2 separate regions of the Gasterosteus aculeatus genome follow, and region 2 is linked to region 1. A link is a contact called in public Hi-C data. All regions are on one chromosome and are shown on one strand. The core of a region is the stretch at or near the end of the contact, and the rest is flanking DNA. Distances in the headings are between cores, read along the strand shown. Region 1 holds the start of LOC120818427 (prickle-like protein 1). Region 2 has its middle 7.8 kb from the start of pus7l.

Evidence for each region. A called contact is a pair of places that touch in the nucleus more often than the background predicts.
Region 2: a Hi-C map of skeletal muscle shows a contact between it and region 1, with 3 times the contacts expected there. The contact joins the enhancer-like site here to the promoter of LOC120818427 in region 1. A contact is called at or near these places in 3 of 6 Hi-C or Micro-C datasets (skeletal muscle and tail fin).

What each region holds. Positions count from the first base shown.
Region 1 is chr4:28,963,090-28,965,932 of fGasAcu3.hap1.1, forward strand. LOC120818427 (prickle-like protein 1) reads right to left here and starts at 1,399. Exons shown (of 8, transcript XM_040175493.2): 1 at 1,060-1,399.
Region 2 is chr4:29,011,012-29,013,854 of fGasAcu3.hap1.1, forward strand. No RefSeq gene overlaps it. Among protein-coding and RNA genes, the nearest start is that of pus7l, 7.8 kb to the right of the region's middle. Within about 2 kb of position 1,365, at least 3 of the 9 cell types and tissues checked have open chromatin away from gene starts, as enhancers often do.

The DNA.
Region 1 (2,843 bases), core at 149-2,648:
TACATACTCATTAACAAAGGCTTTAGTATTGGTGTGTGTAGACCCCCGGCAACGTGCGGCATAGTCTGGCTGACTGGCCTCCCACAGAGGGGGAATACACCTCAGTCACCTGATCTCTCTCATCCTGGATCAGCTAAACACACAGCAGCTTGTCATTCAATTACAGGAACCAAGACTGCACGGCATGAAACCCCCCTCCCCCCCCCGACAGGACCGAGAGCACCGGCAGGGACTACTTATGAATATAACACATCTTGAATTGGCAATTTTTACACAAGCTTCCTTCAAGTTTTAAACTCCTCTGAAGATCCCAACGCATCTCTACAAATCTTTCCCACCACTAGGTGCCACTACTGGCTTCGATACAGATCACACAGCACATTTCAGGACTCCTACTCCCGATTTAAAGAACTTTCCTTCTTTTTCTTTCAATACATCTCGAGGTATTCTGAGACAAAAGTCCGCACGTCAGAACAAGGAAGATCACGGGAACTCACAATCCTGAGAAGTTGATAACAAAAACTGAAAACCTGCTCTAAAAGTAGATTTATTTCTCTGAAATAATTGTTCAATAAAAAAGGCCACAATTAGACAATTGTGCTGATTGGATGAAATGATCCGGCTTCAGTTTCTAATGGTTGTGGGGATTTGGGTACGTCCACAATGGTGGTTCCGAAGAGCTTGATGTGAGTGCGTGAAGGTAGGAAAAAAGAATAAACAGGCCAAAAGACAGACCACCTGAGTGACAAGGAACAGCTGAGTCCACACATCTGGAAACGAAAATGCAACCCTCCATTAAGTGCGTCTTTTCGCCCCCCCACCCCCCCTCCTCCCTCCCTCCCCCACAGTCAGTGACAGTTTCACTTTTTTCTCTCTCCCTTCAGGGAAAATATGTGACAGAGGCTCAATTAAGTATTTTCTCTACTTTTTAGCTGCGTCTGATTATAAAGTAACGGAGGGACGAATCATTCCTTTAATGGCACGTCGTCATTTCACAAAGTCACAAATTTATTGGAAACTCAAGACGGACAAAAAGTGTAAACCCCACTTCGCACTCACCTCAGAAGCAAACTCCGTGCTCCGGGATCGGGTTCGAATACTCCGTTTATCAGAATGCAATCACGACCGTGGAGGCATCCGTGCGCACTGCGGGCAGCAAACACGACTCGGGGCCGTTCCGGGACGTGAAACTCGAGCTCGATGGACGCGCTCTTTCAGTGCATAGTCTGCGGAGGAGGAGGAGGTGGAGGAGAAGAAGAAGGAGAAGGAGGAAGGACGCTCACCGGGCTTTGAGCGCTGCGCAGCTCTGGAAACCAAGTTTAAGCGTCGAGAAATGACACCAGCGCTGCTCTGCGCCTATTGGCTGAAAACCTCGAAGCCCCCCTCCGATCTCCTCCTCCTGTCCCTCTCCTCAACACTCACACACACACTTCTCCCCCTCACGTACAGGCACACAACATACTTTGTGCATCCATTGGATTTATTTTTATTTTTTAGAAAGATATCACGTTCTCATTTGAATCTGGGTATCTAAAGATAACATTAGCAGCACAATAAGGTCAGTTTAAACTCATTAGTAAAGAGAATGTGCCTAAAGGAATACAGCAGCAATCATGCAACAAGATTCCCCACAATATCTTACAAGGAAAACTTGATTGGATGGACTTGCATGACTGAAACAAAATTGTAGTACAGTCGTTATCTGATAAAACTAGCACATGCTCACATGCTTGTACCGGTGTGCCGCCATTATGATATGTGTCCATGATTTCAAACCACCTCCAAGAAGTGGCTTCCTTCACTTAGGAGGTGAGCGAGAGACTGTTTTATCCCGCTCAGCGTTTCTCTGAGTCCTGGATGATGCCCTAGTGGTTGGTCTGAGGTATAGTGGCAGTGGGCAGCTCAGTAGAGGGAGTGTGTAGCTGTATGAGAGCGAGTCATGGCAGGTGATCTGCAAAACAGAGCAAATGCAGGATGAAGACAGACAATCATGTTGTCCATTAATGAACTTTGGCGGCGATTCTGCCAGCGAGCATCTTTGTCAAAGCGTTCCAACGCATTTAACTTGAATGATGTTTATTCAATACAACAACATTCGATAAGGTTTGTTTTGTGGCTGGTTTGTACAGTGTTGTTCATGGATCATGCAGATCCTAAAGAAGGTTGAGAGCCACTGACACAAGCTGTCCTGCAAGCCTTTGATAAGGATAAAACTTGTCCTCGTAACATTCGCTGACCCAGTTGAGGTCAGGTTTTCGAGCAGATCAAACCTGCAGTAACACTATCGCTGCTTAAATGTGATGAATAATGGAAAAATTACCGTTTTAGCATATTTTTTGTCATGGTCACGGTTATTAGAACACAAGAAGGAACAGAAGCAGCTGTATTGAAAAGAAGACCGCACAGGTGATACCAAGGTCATGGAGGTCAAAAGGGATGGATGAACAGCAAGTAATAAAGATTTCCAAAAAGGCGTTGCTTTTGGATTGGATCTTTCCTCCTCAGCTGTGGAGTCAGGGGATTATGAAGAGAGCCGTTTGAATGTCCGCGAGCCTGGCGGTGGGACAGACTGAGCAGGTCAAACAGTATGGCTTATTGTCCCTGCCAGCCCACACAGCGAGGGACCGGGGGGGTGGGGGGGGACGCCCTCGTTCACCCTGCTGGCACCCGCTCTGACAGCTTGATTTACAACTTTAAATTCACACCTCACATTTTGAGTCTTTTAGCTCTTATCCAGAGGGACTTACAATGAGCGCAGCAGTAGAATGAACTTCATTTTGTAGACATCCTGAAAACAAGCATTCGTATGTGTCTTGTTAGGATCCTGGCCACCGAAGTCAAAC
Region 2 (2,843 bases), core at 115-2,614, 48 kb after region 1:
CAGTGTGAGAAATATTCCCAGTTGTTGCAAGTAACCCATTTATTGCTCATGTGCAAGTAGTTTACACCGATTGGTGTTCTGCTTCAGTATGTTAAACAGTTGGGTTGTTCGTTTGGGTCACAAACAGGGCAGGAAATTACGTTTTTCACCAGCTGGACAAAGTGAGTGGTCCGATACATACATTTTGCAGCCAGATGTTTTATAGCTTTTCATTTGTTTTATTACAAAAAAAAAATCTGTTTTGGATCGCTACTTCATTGCCAGACATGCTATTTTCCAGCTATTGGTAGAATCCACCTTGGATGTTCCTCATTTGCTTCTAAGTTCAACATTTTTCAAAGCAACACCCATTGTGACACAGTTGCTGTAAGTTATCATTGACATGTCAATTGTGCTGTTATGGTTTCCTTCACTAACTGAGCATCAAATGTACTTGATTTTGTGTCACCTGAATGTTTCTTGCAACTTTCCCACAATGTCTTTTTTGTCCAATGGCTCCAGCTGCTCTACATATGCAGGACCCAGTGATGCTGGCAAAGCACACGCAGCATTACTTTTTATCCATTAATCAATCTCATTTGACACAGTCGTGTGATTTTTTTTCTTCTTCTTTTTCTCCCCCTCTTTCCGCTTGTCAATAGCTCTGCTGCAGTTATCAGGTCAGAGTATTTTCCACATGCGGGCCTCTCACATGTGGGACACCGAGTGTATTCTAAATAGGTGAGGGTGCAGCCGCTGGGCAGCACGGAGCTCTCAGTGGTTTCACTGCTGAACAGCACTCCCCCGTGCTTAAAAGAGCATGAGCTTTACTTTGTCTCCTTATCACATCTTCAATGAAAATAAGGGATGATATGAGTTACAATTTGGTGCGCTGCAAACAGCTGGTTTTGATCTTTCCCTTCCTACAGTTGCACCCTTGTTGGCTTCAATCCTCACAAACAACTCAAGAGCTTCGCTTAGATAAATCCTTTAAATAAATGCCAGCAATGGAACTGTGGGAGCTCTAAAGAAAACACTAAACTAAACAGAGGGTATTCACATTAATGCGGCGGCATAAAAGGAGAAACATTCTGCGAAAGATAAGTTCAAAACAGCAGGGGGGGTGTTGTTTTTTTCAGATGAGAATAGTCCAAATGTATTTAGTATTTTGACGTGGTAACGGCAGCAATGCCGATGCTTCCATCCAGCCACCTATGACCTGCATGCGCGCAGCCGCCGTGTCTGCACAGGCTGCCACGTCTGGACAATCCTCCTGCGGGTTGACAGGGCCCCAAAAGAAACACACACACTTTTCTTTTGCTTTCTCTTTTGCAGGCACAGACAAGCTCACAAACACAGAATTCCCACACGCGTGGTCACGTACCGACGGCTGCTCCAGTGAAAACAAGGCCAACCTGCTCAAGAACTAGCTGGAGAACAGACAGCTCGGGCAGGTCAAATAGGGCTGCCATGTTTGTTTGCCTTATGAACGAGGAACTTTCTCACTGTGTGTGTGTGTGTGTGTGTGTGTGTGTGTGTTGAAAAGCTGATTCAGTAAAAGACACTTAAGGCATTTAGGGCTGCAAAAAAGAAACTTGGCCAGAGAGAGCCCTACTGCTCTGTGTCTTTCATAACCTCCGGCTTCCTCCTCCTCCTTCTCCATCTCCATCTCTCCTTGCGAGGAGAAATACATCACTGTACGTCCATGGTAAATGTCTTTCATAACCCTTGACTTTGCTCTGCTTTTCAACTAAGCGAGACGGATAGTAAAGTTGTCATCTTTGCCGCTGAAGTGGGTCAACATTTGTCTGCAGCCGGCTGGAACGGGATCGAGCCCGAGGAAGGGGAAACGTCCCTTATCCATCTCTGTTTGAGTGGAGAAAAAACATGGCAGGGCAAGAAAAAGTCCTGTTCTCTATTATGCTTTTAAACTGTAACTGCATTGGGCCTTTGCAACAAAAACACGGTGCAATATATTTTATTGTAATTGCAGAGTGTGCCAGTAAAGTATATATTCGGTGATGGATCATAGGCAGTTGTATGCAGGAGAATGATTCAAGCTATTCAAAGAGAGGGACGCTGTCCGCGAGTTTACTGCCTAATGTTTTATTAGATCTAAAACAGTCATTTGATACTTGGGTCATGTTGTAGTTTTTGACTACTATCATCAAAAAAAAGAAGAAACTCCTCACACGAAACGATGAAAGCAGACAAAGATTTTTAAATTCCATAATTTCACTTGAGTATTACTTTTGTCTGACTTCTGTGCAAAACAGAAATATAAACCAAAGTGTTTGACTGGATACCTTAGGAACCGTAGTTCCTTCAGGAACCTGTGTGGATGGGACATCTAGAGGAGAGTGAGTCAGGTGATTGTTGGTTTGATTCATTCTGGCAAACAAAACAACTCCAGTGTACATGAAATTATTTCCTATTTGATCAAGAGAGTTTGACACATGTTGATACGCGAGAACTGTTTTTAAAATCAGGATGACTTCATGAGCGTAAGAAGATCTGTCGAGATCAAGTTTGACTCCAATGGGGGAAAAAAACATGCTTAATATTATGTCATCGAGTGTTACTGCGAGGATTTCAATTATCCCCTCTCCTCTCCGGTGGATTGCGGGTCTTTTTGAAATAAAACTCCCCAAACGGTGAACGAAGTCATTACTGCTAATGTGTCTCCCTGGCAGACAGTTTAGCTCACAGGCGGACACTTTATCAAACAGGTCTACGGGTCGATGACAGGCTGCATGTCAGAACCCACCGCCATCTAAAACATCCATATATACACTTTCCACGCTGCTTCTTCTAACCAGTTTTACAAAATGTAGCCCGAAAGTTATGGCCAATGTAGGTTAATC